Linked DNA regions of Mus musculus: region 2 is linked to region 1. A link is a contact called in public promoter capture Hi-C data. All regions are on one chromosome and are shown on one strand. Each heading gives the region's core, a stretch centred on a gene start, on an enhancer-like site or on the middle of the called end of the contact. The rest is flanking DNA. Distances are from core to core; before and after follow the strand shown.

Region 1 (6,573 bases), core at 1,467-3,966:
AAGGCATAAATGCCTCATCAACAATAATCTGTGTGCATGTGTGTGAAGACTCGTGTGCCACAGTGCATGTGTAGAGGTCAGAGGACACCATGTGGGCGTTCACTCTCCCCCACCACATGAGATCCAGGGATTACACTCAGGTCTCCAGGCTCAACAAGGAGCTCCTTCACCTGAGCCATCTTGCCAGTCCCCTCCAAATAAAAACTAAAGCACTAGCAGAGACTGTACCCAAGTGGGTGTCTTTAGGAACTCTTCTGTCCTCACACGTAAAGACTATCAGTCACACTTGCCTTCATTTGCTGGGGCGAGGGCTACTTAAACATGATCTGAAATCTGCATAGAAACAGAAGAAAATATAAAACACATGACACATAACTTGCAACACACAACTAAAGGTGTAAAAACTAAGCTTAGAAAATGGACTTGATGGACTAACAATGAAGACAGTGATTGATTGCATTGGGCCATGGGATTTGGGCCTCCTCCCATTTGGGGTTGGTCCACAGCTTTTACAATTGCAGGGTAATGTTTGAAAACACAGAAATAAAAACTTCCTTAAGAAGTGTCAACTAGCCAGAGATGACAGAATTCTGCTCTAGCTGAGTCTGACAGCACACCCCTGCCATGCTAGCACTAGAGAAGCTAAGGCAGGGGGGTCCCAATCAAAGACCAGACTAGACCATATAGGAAGAAAGAACCTGCCTTAAAAAGAATTCCACCTCAGAAAACACATGTGCAGTTTTAACCTGTGAACACGCAATCCGTGTTGACGGGCAAAGCATGAGCAGGCCTAGGCTTAAGTTCACATACAGATCGGTAAACAAAGTCATCCCTTAAGTTGTTTACAGCTTACTTGAAAATAAACTCTTAAGCAAAAATGAAAAATGCCAACACTTCCAAAAGAAACTAACAGTAACAAATTGACTCTCCATTTGGTTCTGAAATAAAAATATCAAGCACCTTCACCTTCCTGGATGTCACCAGCAGCCTCTGCATCCCCTGCAGAACCTCAGAAGTGCCCACCATCAGCTCAGCCTGCTGCACTTCCATCACCCAATACCTGGCAGGACATTAACATCTGGGCACCAGACCTGTGCAGTCTGGGTCTCGCCTCTAGAAAGCCTAACTTAATTAGTCTGGAAGGTGGCCTGGGCCTAATAGTTCTGTAAGCTTCCCCTGGGGACTGAAATGTGCAGCCAGAGCTAAGCAGCATGGTTAGCACTTTAACCCAGAGAATTCTTTATTAGAACGTTAGTTATGTCTGAGCAACACCAAGCCAGATGAACTCCAAAAAGTGACTGTAGCCTTGAGGTGTAGGAATAAATTACTTCCATGGTCCCAGCTCTGGCTAAGGATACCTGCAGGGGCCTCTGGGTGGCACTTATCAGCATTAACTCTTGCAAAAAAATCTATAAGAGTAAGACTGTTTCACCCTGGCTTTCCAAAGGAGAAGCATTAGGCACTAAGTGGCCATCTGCCATCCCACATCCACTGGGAACAGAGGCTCCTATGTAAATAAGTATTTCCTTAAATGGTGCCTGAGGCACCTCCCTCTACCCCAGCCTCAGACAGAGCTGACAATGGTAGCACACTCTTGTAATCCTAATATTTTCAAGGCTGAGGCAATGGGACTCTGAGTTCAAGGCCAGCCTAGGTTATACACTAAGTTCAAGAACATCAAGAACAACCTGGGCTATCTACCAAGCTTCTGCCAAAACAAAAACAAAAACCAAACAAACCCAAAGACTAAAGTAAACTGACGCAAAACTAATCCCACCCCTGCCCCACATCATGCCACACTTACACCTGAGCATGGCTGGCGCACAGAATCACTCAGCCAAATGTTTAACATCTGTGTCTATACACCCCATCCCACCCCACCCACCCCTCTTCAATTTAAACACATAGGCTCACGCAGCCATGCTCTGTTCATTTCTAACTGATAAAGCTTACCACAAAACAGCTGCTCTTTGAAGAGTTAACAAATGAACAAGGTAAACTACAGAGCCTGGAAGAACTCCGGCAGCACCAGACTACAGGTGAGCAGTTTCCACTGAGACAGATCTTTGCCTATCCTGATGCTTGGGCCTAACACACAAGTCCCGACTTATACATGGATTCCCCTGCTCTCAGCTGCAAGTTAGGGACCTGGGGCTGCTGCTGAGCATGGAGCAAAGGTGGGACTCTCAGCTCATCACACCAGACAAGTGACTCGTCCAGTAGCCTGAATGAGGGAGGCAGAGGGAAGGGTGACTGGACACAGTAGGTGCTCAGAAGATCACGTGGGGAATCAGGTCAAGAGGATGACTAAACATACATTCTGCAGTGTTTCTGCCAATGGTCCTGAGAAAAAGGACAAGGGAAAAGGCTGAGGCAGGGATTCTCTTGGTGGCAATGCTGCCCCCTTCAGGTGTGGGATAAGTAGGCATGCCTGGCGGCATAGTCAGGCCAAAATGTAGAGTAGGCTGAAGACACCATTCCTTCTGAGAGGCTGGGGCAGTACACAGTGCTGGCTCGGCCTCCTAGGGCCATCTGTAGGAGACTGGTGTAGAATCTGAACCTGGAGCCGCCTCTCACAGATGCTGACAGCCCTTCTCCTCTGGGGTCTGCTGCACTCTGCATTTTCATTCCGTATTTGCTATAAACAGCCACTCTGGTCCTCCCTCTCTATGTGCAAGCTGTGGACCAGGAAGTGCTTTATAAGCTGTGGGTTGGGCCTTATTCGCCAGATACTGAGGCCTAGTGAGGAAGTCTGAGTCTTTGCTCTAGTTTAGAGACCTGTCTTGCTCACTTCCGTACTGGAGTGACTCAGCACTTTCTGCTTAAGCCTGCCTTTGCCTAGCTACCACTGATGTAGAATAACTTTATTGGCTCTGTCAGTCACCCTATACCCTACGGCATCCTTCCCCGCCCTCTACATCATCTCACCTCACCAAAAATCCCCACCTCTTTCTTCAACCCTATATAAAGGAAAGACTGCTACAATAAAACAAGTTCCTGCTCTGACAGACTCCCGGCCTGGGTGTGTTTGTTTTGGGCTGCAACAGTCACCATCCCACTCAGCCCTGGAGAGACTAGGCTGGCCCTGCCAGCAGAGAGCTGGCATCTGTGGTTCACTCTGTCCCAGAACTATCCTAACCAATGTAGAACAGAGTCTGCTTCTATTATGAATGGCTTCTTGTTCATTTCTCTTTCACATAAACTATAAGCTAGCTTCCTAAATCACTTGTGTTATATGTATGTTATATTAGTTATGGACATTAGGAGTGTCACCAAGAATGTTTACAAAAAAGGAACAGCAAATCTGCTAGCATGAAGTCCAAAGACGGCAAAATAGATGACTAACAAGGTCACTAGAGGTCACAGTTTGTGAGACATAAACCACAGAAAGCAGCCAGAGGAGGTAGCATAGTGTACTCACTCCTGTCAGATTCCACTGAGGGCTGTCGGCCCAACGCCACTAATACATTAATTTGGAACATCTAAAGCACCTAAATGGGATGGGGAGGAATCACCATGGGAAGTCTACAGTCACTGCTGCCCATCTAGGGAAGTCCTCTCCAGCCCCACACTCACTCCTGCAGTTCAGAAAGGAAAGGATGCCACCTCCTGGATACAGGGAGCGTTGATCTGGGCCTGAGAGCAAGAGATGCCTGCTGCTGGGGAGACGAGGTGAAGTGGCTGGGCACAGCACAGCCATGGTCTGTTACAGATCCTCTAGTCACCATGAGAGAAGATCAAACCTGATAATGAAGCCAACTGCAAGAAAAAGGATAGAGAGATGTGGAGAAACAGGTCTCCTTCACAGCAGGAGTTCCCTAGCCACTCCACTGCCCTTCTTCAGAGGCCTCTAAGTGGGCTTCTGTCATCCATGAATGCTCTCACTAGCTAAAGCTAAAGTAGAAGGGATTTCCAGAAAGCTTCACTTCCCAAATGGTGAGCAAAATAGTCTTGGAACAGGTAACAAGCAAGTCCAAGAGCTCCCTAGAACTGAGCTATAACTAAGAAGAGCCCAGTGGGCATTCCTTGGAGATAACTTGGGTCAGGTCACACCACCACTAGCCCCACAACACTTCCCTCCCTCACCAGACCAACTTCACTGAGACCTATTTGAGCCAGGCATTACGTCAGCGGTAAGAAAAACCAGGTGAGCACAAGAGCATGCCCCTCCTGAGGAAGCCTCTGGCCTAAATTTGAGCCTTTGGTGGCAGTACGCTATTGTCACTGCTAGTAGTAACTGTTGTGCAATGCTGGTGCCTGAGCATGAGCACCACGGAGAGCCCTTACCTGGGTAGGTCAGGAGATGCTGGACACAACCTTCTGCTGATGAATGTTCTTAAAGTGACAAGAAACAGAAACCCAACTCCAGTTCATCTCAAGAGCAGTGGGGATTCATCAGCCCACACTGTGAGAAGGTCCAGAGAGGCCTTCAAGAGTAGGTTGGAGCCGGGCGGTGGTGGCGCACACCTTTAATCCCAGCACTTGGGAGGCAGAGGCAGGTGGATTTCTGAGTTCAAGGCCAGCCTGGTCTACAGAGTGAGTTCCAGGACAGCTGGGGCTATACAGAGAAACCCTGTCTTGAAACAAACAAACAAACAAACAAAAAGAGTAGGTTGGCCCAGCATCCCAGTGAATCCTGAAACCCAGCTCTCTTGCCCACCGCTCCTCATTTGAGTGCCTGCATACCCTCACCCTATGCTGTCTTCCCTCATGAGAACACAATGGCCAAGGCAGCTCTAGGCTTCATACCCCAACAGAAAGTTACCCAGAAGAGAGAGCCATCCAACAGACAAGAGATGAGCTCCCACCAAAGTTCTGAAGACCCACCCCTGTCTCCATGGCAAAATTAGACCACATGTCATTTCTGAAACAGTCTAGGAACCCTGCAGCAATCTTGCTGGAAGGAGATGGAATTACCTTGACCAAATTAGATATGTTAGACCTGAGCTGGAACCCGGAAAATGTCAGTTTCTGCCACTCCTGTGTAACTTTAATGCTTTCAAATCCTTTTTAATGATGGTTCTTAAACACTTTAACCTCTCTTACAGCCCACCACTCACCAGAGGTAGTGGGAAAGAAAGGATATGAGGGGCGGGCTTATGGACCTGTTTAGAAAGGTTCTTTGGAGCAACTCCCATCTGTGTTATCTAGAAATAGCAGTTCAGTTCACAGGTCAGCAGCAGCAGCTTGCTCTACTCACAAACACTTCACAGACATACAGCAGTCCAGGTTGGTAGCGTCGAGATAACAAACACAAATCAGCAGCAGTGGCGCTACCTAGCAGAGACAGCCAGGCCTCAGCCTCTGCACAAGTCAGCAGGAGGCACCAGGGCCAACAGGAATGCCAGGAAAAGTTCTCAGCTGTGCCAATCTCAGTGAAATGAAGATCAGCAAAGCGAGACCACCAAGTGAGTCCTTTTTATACCCTCCAAACATCCCGTGTCCTCCCCGGGTCTTGCCTCAGCACATGCATCTGTCTCAAAAGTCACTGCCAATCAGTCTGCAGAAGCGGCAAAAAGCCGCAGCACACCACCAGAAGTTGCTTGGTGCATATCTCTCTATGGAGTCCTGACAAATGGAGTTCAACTATACAATGTAAGGCAGACCAATACATGCGTGTTGTTAGCAAAGAATCTTTCATCATGTGTCCTTTAACAGGATTACTTTAGCAGAACATCCTTTCTCCTGTGTCTGCTTCAGCATAACTTTCCTTCATGAGTCTGCCTTGGCCTTTCACCTATGTCCACTTCAATGAAACATTCCTTCATGTGTTTGCCTTAGCAACACAAGTGACTTTCCAAAGAACCCTTAAGTTTCCACTTCACCTGGCTGCCCTGGAACTTGATCTGTAGACCAGGCTGGCCTCAAACTCTGATCCACCTGCCTCTGCCTCCTGAATGCTGGGATTAAAGGCATACACCACTACTCCTGGATTTAGAAATATGTATCTTTTGATAGATATATGCCAGAGCCAAAAGAAAGAGAGGGTCAGCCCACTGGACTAAGTGCTTGGCAGATACATGTCAAGACAGAACATCCCCTATGACCTTGTCCCAGAAAGCAGAGTCTATAGTTCTCTGATAACCAACAGAAAAAGGCAGAGCTTGAGCCTTGACAGACAATATAAGATTTAGAGCTTTTATTGAAAGCCAAAAGTCTCGACAGACAGAGATGCCAGACAGGATCTGAGCAGGGCACTGAGGTCCCTGTTTTGCCTTCCCTGTATAGGCCCACACCCTAAAAGTTGTGCCATGAGGACCTCAATCTCACACATAGACATCATTGTGAAGATCTCACTGGCTACCAGCCCAGCAGGAACAATAAACAAGAGGGTACATACTGACCAAGCAGGGCTGGCACACCCAAGGAAGCTGACCTCCAAATGGAGGCCAGTGTCAAAGGCTTCAAGATGCTTTGGACAAAGAAAGGACTCCAACACCCAGGTCAGACCCAGAGTCTAGAACTATCAACAGCCAAGGCACCAACCAGAACGCTTGTCCACACCCTTGGGCTGTCAAGAGGATGACAGATGTACTTAAGCCCAGAAAAACCACAGTCCACCGTTTGCCCCTA
Region 2 (7,105 bases), core at 1,402-3,901, 1.3 Mb before region 1:
CAGCACCCCAGATAATAAGCGTTGGTGGACAGGCTGCACCGTCTGTCTGCATTGTTTAATGGTGGGGAGAAAAAAATACGAACAGCAAGCTAAATTCTAGTCTTTTCTTTCAGGTAATTTTCTTGTTAGTTTCACTGAGTGCAAAAGCCATGGAGCCTTCATTTGAGTGTAGAACATTTGACATTACCATTAAGACAAAAATCAATCTTGTCCAAGGAACAATAGGAAGCCGATTTCAAAGACATTGAACCAACAAGAACTAGAGCCATCATTGTGGGGCTTGATTTTATAGGCCTAAAAGAAAATCCCAGCAACCTTGTAATCTACACAATCTAATTTTAGAAATCATTTTCCATGTATGTGACCTCACTGAACTGGTATGTAAAAATGGAGTCTTTATTTGACAGTTTTAATATTTTAAGCACTCTATGTTGACATTTTTGATCAGATGGGTTGTTTTGTTGGCAGTAGTAGTTTGCAAACTAATGAAGAAAATAAGAGAGGAAATTATCTTGAAGCTGCTGAGTATTTGTGGCCAGAAGGTAAAGGAAGGAGGTACTAGAGTCTGGAGATAATTATCACCCCTGCCACAATTCTGCATTAGCGTTGGCAAAAGACCTAGGGTCTGACAGCTAAATTAGAGCCTGCTATGCAGTGAAAAATTAGCCACAGAAAGCTTGATTTAGGGTAACACTACGTCGCGTGCCACTTACTGTAGAGCTTGGCAGCTTGGTTCCATTCATAAGATTCATGGAAGGGTTAGGCTGCTGTGAAAATGTGCTGTGATTCACCTACAGCAGGCACTGTTTACAAAGCAATGGACCCACTGAAGGAGGAACACGCTCAACAGAATTCATCATTAGCACATGTATTGGTTTCTGTAAGCTTTTATACAACTCTAGGTTGTGTGCTGACAAATTTCCTCTTCCCTCCTGTCTCTGTGTTTTGTCCATACTATCGCTTCAAGCATGACTTCAAGGTCATGCATGATTTTATGTGTCTCAATAACATCTAGAAACCATCAGTGAAATTGAAAGAACCTAGTGGGGAAACCATCACTCGTATCCCGAGTCGGCATGCAACCACAGAATCATGAGAGACCGTCTTGATGCAAACACATGAGGTAGTTTAATGACAGAGCTCGGACTGACACGTATCTCACACAGGAGACAACGGTTGTCAGCCACGTGGCTTGAAAGCTAGGGGTTTTTATAGAAAAGGGTCTGGGGCTGGGGGAGGAATTGGTGCGGTTTCACATGATTGGTTCATTTAAACATCAGCAGACTGTACGTGCAGATCGAGGTAACAGCAGAGCATTGGTTAACATTTAACCCATGTCAGAAGGGCGGGAGATAGGGAGGCACCGGGCCAGTCCAGACATGTCATTCTCTTTATCTTTATGGCCAAGCAGCCTCAGGAATGTCTTAACGACAGGCCTGCACTGGCATGTCTTGGCCTGCTCCACAATGTTCTCAGCCCCAGGCTTCTAAGCTTGCAAACAACTCTTTGGACTAATTGACATGAGTTACATGGATCACAAGTCTTAAATTTCATTTTCTTTCAAAACCAGATGATGCTTTTTTTCAAAATGTAATATTATTTTAAAAAATGATTGGAATCTGAGATTTGAAGTCAGATTAGACTATAAACTCCTCTCCATCATTAGAGACTGTGCATCCCTTGGAAAGTGATAACCTTCCAGAGTCTTAGTTCCATCACCTGTAAAATGTGGATAATAATATGAGTGTGTGTGTGTGTGTGTGTGTGTGTGTGTGTGTGTGTTGCTTAGGCAAACAATGTAGTGTTGAGCTGTGTTCTAGCTCTAAGATGACCTACTCAAAGCAAGTTTCTCCAAATGTGCCTCTCTAGTTCAGGTATTAAAACCACAGGGAAAAATCAAGAAATCCTGGGAACACAGGTGTTCAGCATATCTCTGAAGATTCCTAAACTCATCCATTGTTTTTCCTTCAGTTTGTGTAATATTTTTATGCATGTGTATATTCAATAACATGCATCTGTCCATTTCTCAGTTACTCATCTGGTGGGAACTGTACAGAAATTAAGATATAGTGCTCCAGGTTGTTGTTTACTTGTTTTTTTATAGACCTGTAATTCCAGTTACTTGCTAGGCTAAGGCAGGGGGCATTGTATGGTGAAGATCTGCTTTAGCTACAGAATGAATTCAAAGCCACTTCAGGAAATGTACTTTGCCTATATGAAGAAAATATTCTTATGTATGTTTCATGTTGCTCTTTACCTCTTCATTCTAGAGCCCTCCTCAGTTCACACCATGTGAACAATCCACTCTTTAAGATGTAACTAGGGAAATAGACCTGCACTCAGTCTGGGGTAGCTCCTCCCAAAGGGCCCCTGTAATACCCCAGGTAAGCTGTTTACCTCAGCACTGCCATGTGGCCTTGAGATAATGTGCACATGCATCATCTGCCACCAAATGAGCTTCTGTTTCTTGCTAAGGTTGTTTTAATGGGGGTTCTTTTCCTCAAAGGCAAAAGTTATCACATGATTTTTCCCCAAATACTGTTAATTAAGCAAGTCATTTTTTCAGTCTCTCTCAGATTAGGAAATGTGGGTTCAGAACCATTGAGAGAGCTGCTCATAGTCACACAGGGAGGGAAGAACACTGAACTTCAGACAGGCTTCCCAGGATCCTGCTGTGGTGACTGAGACAGCTCAGTCAGTCAACAGGTTCTACAGGGCAGGAATGAGAATTGAAAAGAAAAAAGATAATTAGACAACATTGTAGCAAGATCCCAGCCAGTTCTGAGGCTGAAAGTTGTTTTTGTTTTTGTTTTTGTTTTTGTTTTTGTTTTTTCTAGTCTTCTTTTAAGTGATGCAAAATGATAAGATCAGTTCTGGGTCAAGGAATAAGCAAGGCAATAAACAAAATTCTATAAACCTGGGTTCTAAGGTGCTGGAGAGATTATCAAGACAAAAGGGATGTTTTGCATTAACTCAAATGTAAATGTTCTTAATCTGGGCCTATTTCCTGAGACCAGGCCCACAAGCCAGATCCCTGCCTTGACCTCCCTTCTGTCCTGGCTCCATATAAAATTCCTCACAAGTATCTAGAAGCAAGCGGCCCCCAAAGGCTCTCCACACCATGTTATTCGCTGTGCACTGTGGTAACAAGAAACCTGAAGAACCCCACTTGAGGAAGAAGAGGTTTGCTTTGACTCAGGTTCATAGCTACCTGTTCATGGGGTACTGTGTGTCACCAAGGCCAGCCCAGGGTGTTAGAAGACCCCTGGACTTGCAGTCGGTGTCAGGAGTGAGGATGCTTTTTTGGACTCTGGAACTCCAAATGTGTCCTCCAAATGTATCCACTTTGCACTCCTTAGAGACAAGGGAGGTGCCAGACTGTCTTAAAGTTAAGTTTAACTTCTCACTAGGGAGCACAAAGGTCATCATTAGAGATACTTCCTTAAGAGGAGAGAAAAGCGATGGTTACAGCTGCTGGGGAAGCAAATAGTGCCATCTACCACAATCTTTTCTCCCCTCTCATTTCCAGAATATAAAACATCCAACTATAAAATGACCAAGGGGCTTCAGTCATCTCGATATTTCTTTGGATCTCTTATGATTTCCATGAGGGACAGGACAATTTTTATATCCAAGATTGTAATTTGTAAGCTTGCCAGTGATCTTATTCCTTTAGGGTCCAAGAAGCTTTGGAAAAGGACCTGATTGGACATTATCCCATGACTGATGCTTATATAATATAACACCAACATTTCACAGAATAAAAAGCCAGCCGAGGACTCCCTTGGGGCCTTGTTCTTGTCACGAATTAGGATTGAGGACAGAAGCAAGAAGGAAGCCTCAGACTCAGAGGTCAGATCATAATAGTTTATTTATTCATAAGTAGCAAGAAACAAATAAGTAGCAAAATGGGATCACATTCATTCACACACACACACACACACACACACACACACACACACACACACACACACTTCACTAACCTCTGGTCAGGCCCATGTCTTGCCTGGTTCAATGGTGGCACGTTGAGTAAGGTTCGAGCTGTGTCCTTCTGCTTTCAGGCCCAGCTGGAGCTCGGTCCTCGGTGCGGGCTCATCTTGTTCGGTGGCAGGCATCCGGGTTGGTGGATTCTGGTGGACTCGATCTCTCAGCATGTTGGCATCTTTGTGGGACTCGGGACTCTGGGAGCGAGTGATTTGCCATGGCTAGACAAGGTATTTAAGCTACTCTTAGCCAATCTTAATTAAGGCATTCACACATTACTTCACTGGGCATTTGCCTTACTTCAATATTATCATACTCATGCACACACTATAGGCTTTGTTTCCATGGTTACGTTCCGCCATGGTATCATTTCCTTATGTCATTTATATCTTGTTCCTTACAGTTCCCCATCTACCAGACAGCCACTTCTCACTGTCAGACCCGGAAACTTGCTGAGTTTGGTTTGGTTTATTTCTACATTTGTAGAGATACAATGGCCAGTATAAACACAATATTCTTGGAGTGACCACGTTAATCTATTGAATACTATTATTTACTAGGCATTAAGCAGCAGCTTTGTGTTAGTCATGTATATTTGGCTACATGCCTCTGTCCCTGGGCAACTTGTGACAGTCCTTTCATCACTGTGCAGGCCACCATCCTAAATAGAGACCCACTGGCCTAGACATCTCTGCTATTGATACATATGATATTCTAGACATTTATTATTTCTGTTCTTATTTCAGTGCAGGTGGTTGAGTCACCATCCCACCAGTGTAAGAAAGAACCTGAGAAAAACAATTCAGAAGATTAAAGGCTTTTTTGGCTCACAGTCTCAGAGAAGACAGTTTATACTCACTTGGCTCCATTAATTCTGAGTCCATGGTGAGGGGAAGCACCACAGTTAGGAGCATGTGTGGTAACATAGATTGGTCACACCATAGGAGATAGGAGGCTCTCAGCTAGAGGAGGGATGGCGTTTACTCAGTGACCTACTTCCTTCAAGTAGGCCCCACATTCTAAAGTTTCTGCCACCTCCCAGTAATTCTACCAAATTATGAATCTATTAATTTATTATTCCATTGATGAGGTCAGAGTCATCAAGATATAATCACACTCTGGAAGCCCTACCTCTTATTAATGTTGCAGTGGGGAACCTTCACGCATCTGGGTTTGAAGGGGGGCACTTTTAGATCTATATTGTAATAGAGCAATGGATTCCTATACTGTATACATTTGGTAGTTTTTTCCCGTTACAACTGTGATTTTTTTTTCCTTTCTGAATAGACTTATTTTTGAGTTTCAAAACACTGCAAGTATATAATTTTCACCAATGTATTGTAAAACAACTTCTTCCTCTGTCTAGAGACTTGTGTCCCTGTCACAGATTGAATTTGGACTTATAATGTGATAGGAAACATGGAGAAAGGGGAGAGGATTAGACCTCGAGGTTTCAGGTGAGCTATTTTCAAGTTGTGGCATTAAATGGACAAACCCATCACATTTTCTCCACTTCAGTCCTTTTGAGTCTGAAATGGGCATGGTTACAACAGAATGAGTAGTTATGTGGGTCAAATAAGTTGATACCACAAAGATAATGGAAGCATAAAACAGTGTATGGAATTTGAATATGGTGGCACATGCCTGTAATTCTACTGGAGATATAGAGGCAGGAAGATCAGGAGTTCAAGTTATTCTCAGCTACATAGGAAATTTGAATCCATCTTGGGCTGCATGAGCCCCTGTCTCAAAGAAATCTCACAAACAAACAACGTATTATATATGTGTAATATATATACACACACATACACACACACACAACACACATACACATACACACACAGACACACAAAATATGTGTGTGTGTGTAGTCTCAAAGTGTTCAGCAATATTTGAGCAATCACCAAAACGGGACACAAATGTGTGTTAAGCACAGGAGAAATACTTCTTAAAATGACTAGTTTTTTAAAAAACAAACAAACAAACAAACAAACAAACATTAAAGTCTTGTAAGTTTCTTTATCTTTTCAACTATTACCAGAAAATACATGCTTGAGTAGAAGAAAGTAAAGAATTATGTTCCCTTTTGTGTTGAAAGTGATGATCAACTCATGGGGAATATCACTATGGGGTTAGACAAAAAAAAAAAAAAAAAAAAAAAAAAAAAAAGTGATGCTTGATTTTCTATTCCTGGGCTGGACTGTCAGGGTTGTAATTAAGACAAAAAAGAGTTGAGGCTGTTACTTTTCCAGTTCCTTGTGCTTTTATGAGACCCTCTGTTACCTGTACCATTATCAAATGCTGCCATTCTTGTCTCTGAATCTCTTTCATTGTGCATATAGCTGTAGTGTTACTTACAGTTTAGGAATTTCTTTGCAGCCAAAAAAAAAAAAAAAATCCACAATAGTGTAATCAAGGAGGCATAGAAGCTAATTACCTATGTTTGGGCTTTGATTCCCATTCAACTTTCTAATAAGAGCTTTAACAATTATGTTTTGTAACATTGTGTGGGTTGGTTCTTCCAGTATTCAATTGTAGCCTTGTGTGCATTTAAAAGTGTGAAGGCTGTTACATGTGGCAAGCTGCCCAAGGAAGTGGTGAAATGTTTCACTCTGAATGCTGGCATGGTTGGACACCCTTAGAAACAGCACATAGATCTCCTAGTGGAGACAGGATCTGTGTTGCATGCTGCCTTCCAACCCTTGCACTTGCGAGTTATTTCTCTCTTGTCTATGTTTTTCCTGGTAACATAATCATATTGGGAAGAACAGGGTATCTCCTCTGCAGTTCTTTTGATCACCTAGTCCTTGATTCACTTCTGACCTTTACCTCTAGCTGAATTCAGGCAAACTGGACACATTCAGCTTCAAACTGTGAATTTATAATTATTGTAACAAAATACATGACCAAAACAACATAAAAGGTGGGAAATTTTATTTTGGTTTATGTTGTCAGAGAGCTGCGCATGGCTATTTGGATATAGTGTGGTGGCTGTGATTGTGAAAGAGCTGGTGGGGAACTGCTAGCTCACAGTGGCTAGGAAGGAAGCAGAGAAGGGAGCCCAGCCAACTGCTGCCTTCCTCCACACCTCCTCCTCCTCTTCCTCCTCTTCCTCCTCCTC

What was found. Promoter capture Hi-C pulls out the DNA fragments that hold promoters and counts their contacts.
Region 2: a contact with region 1 is called in a promoter capture Hi-C map of embryonic stem cells, with 5 times the contacts expected there. The contact joins two enhancer-like sites. A contact is called at or near these places in 2 of 39 promoter capture datasets (cranial neural crest and embryonic stem cells) and 1 of 115 datasets of contacts at active chromatin or transcription factors (embryonic stem cells).

Annotation. Positions count from the first base shown.
Region 1 is chr16:11,452,719-11,459,291 of GRCm38.p6, reverse strand. The region is part of intron 13 of Snx29 (sorting nexin 29); the gene reads right to left. Among named protein-coding and RNA genes, the nearest start is that of Gm32100, 130 kb to the left of the region's middle. Within about 2 kb of position 2,716, at least 253 of the 459 cell types and tissues checked have an H3K27ac peak or open chromatin away from gene starts, as enhancers often do. A contact at or near this core is called in embryonic stem cells, where this site is marked.
Region 2 is chr16:12,764,272-12,771,376 of GRCm38.p6, reverse strand. It overlaps 4930414F18Rik (a long non-coding RNA gene), which reads left to right. Exons shown (of 3, transcript XR_875912.3): 2 at 4,062-4,214; 3 at 5,351-5,583. Among named protein-coding and RNA genes, the nearest start is that of 1700003L19Rik, 44 kb to the left of the region's middle. Within about 2 kb of position 2,651, at least 5 of the 459 cell types and tissues checked have an H3K27ac peak or open chromatin away from gene starts, as enhancers often do. A contact at or near this core is called in embryonic stem cells, where this site is marked.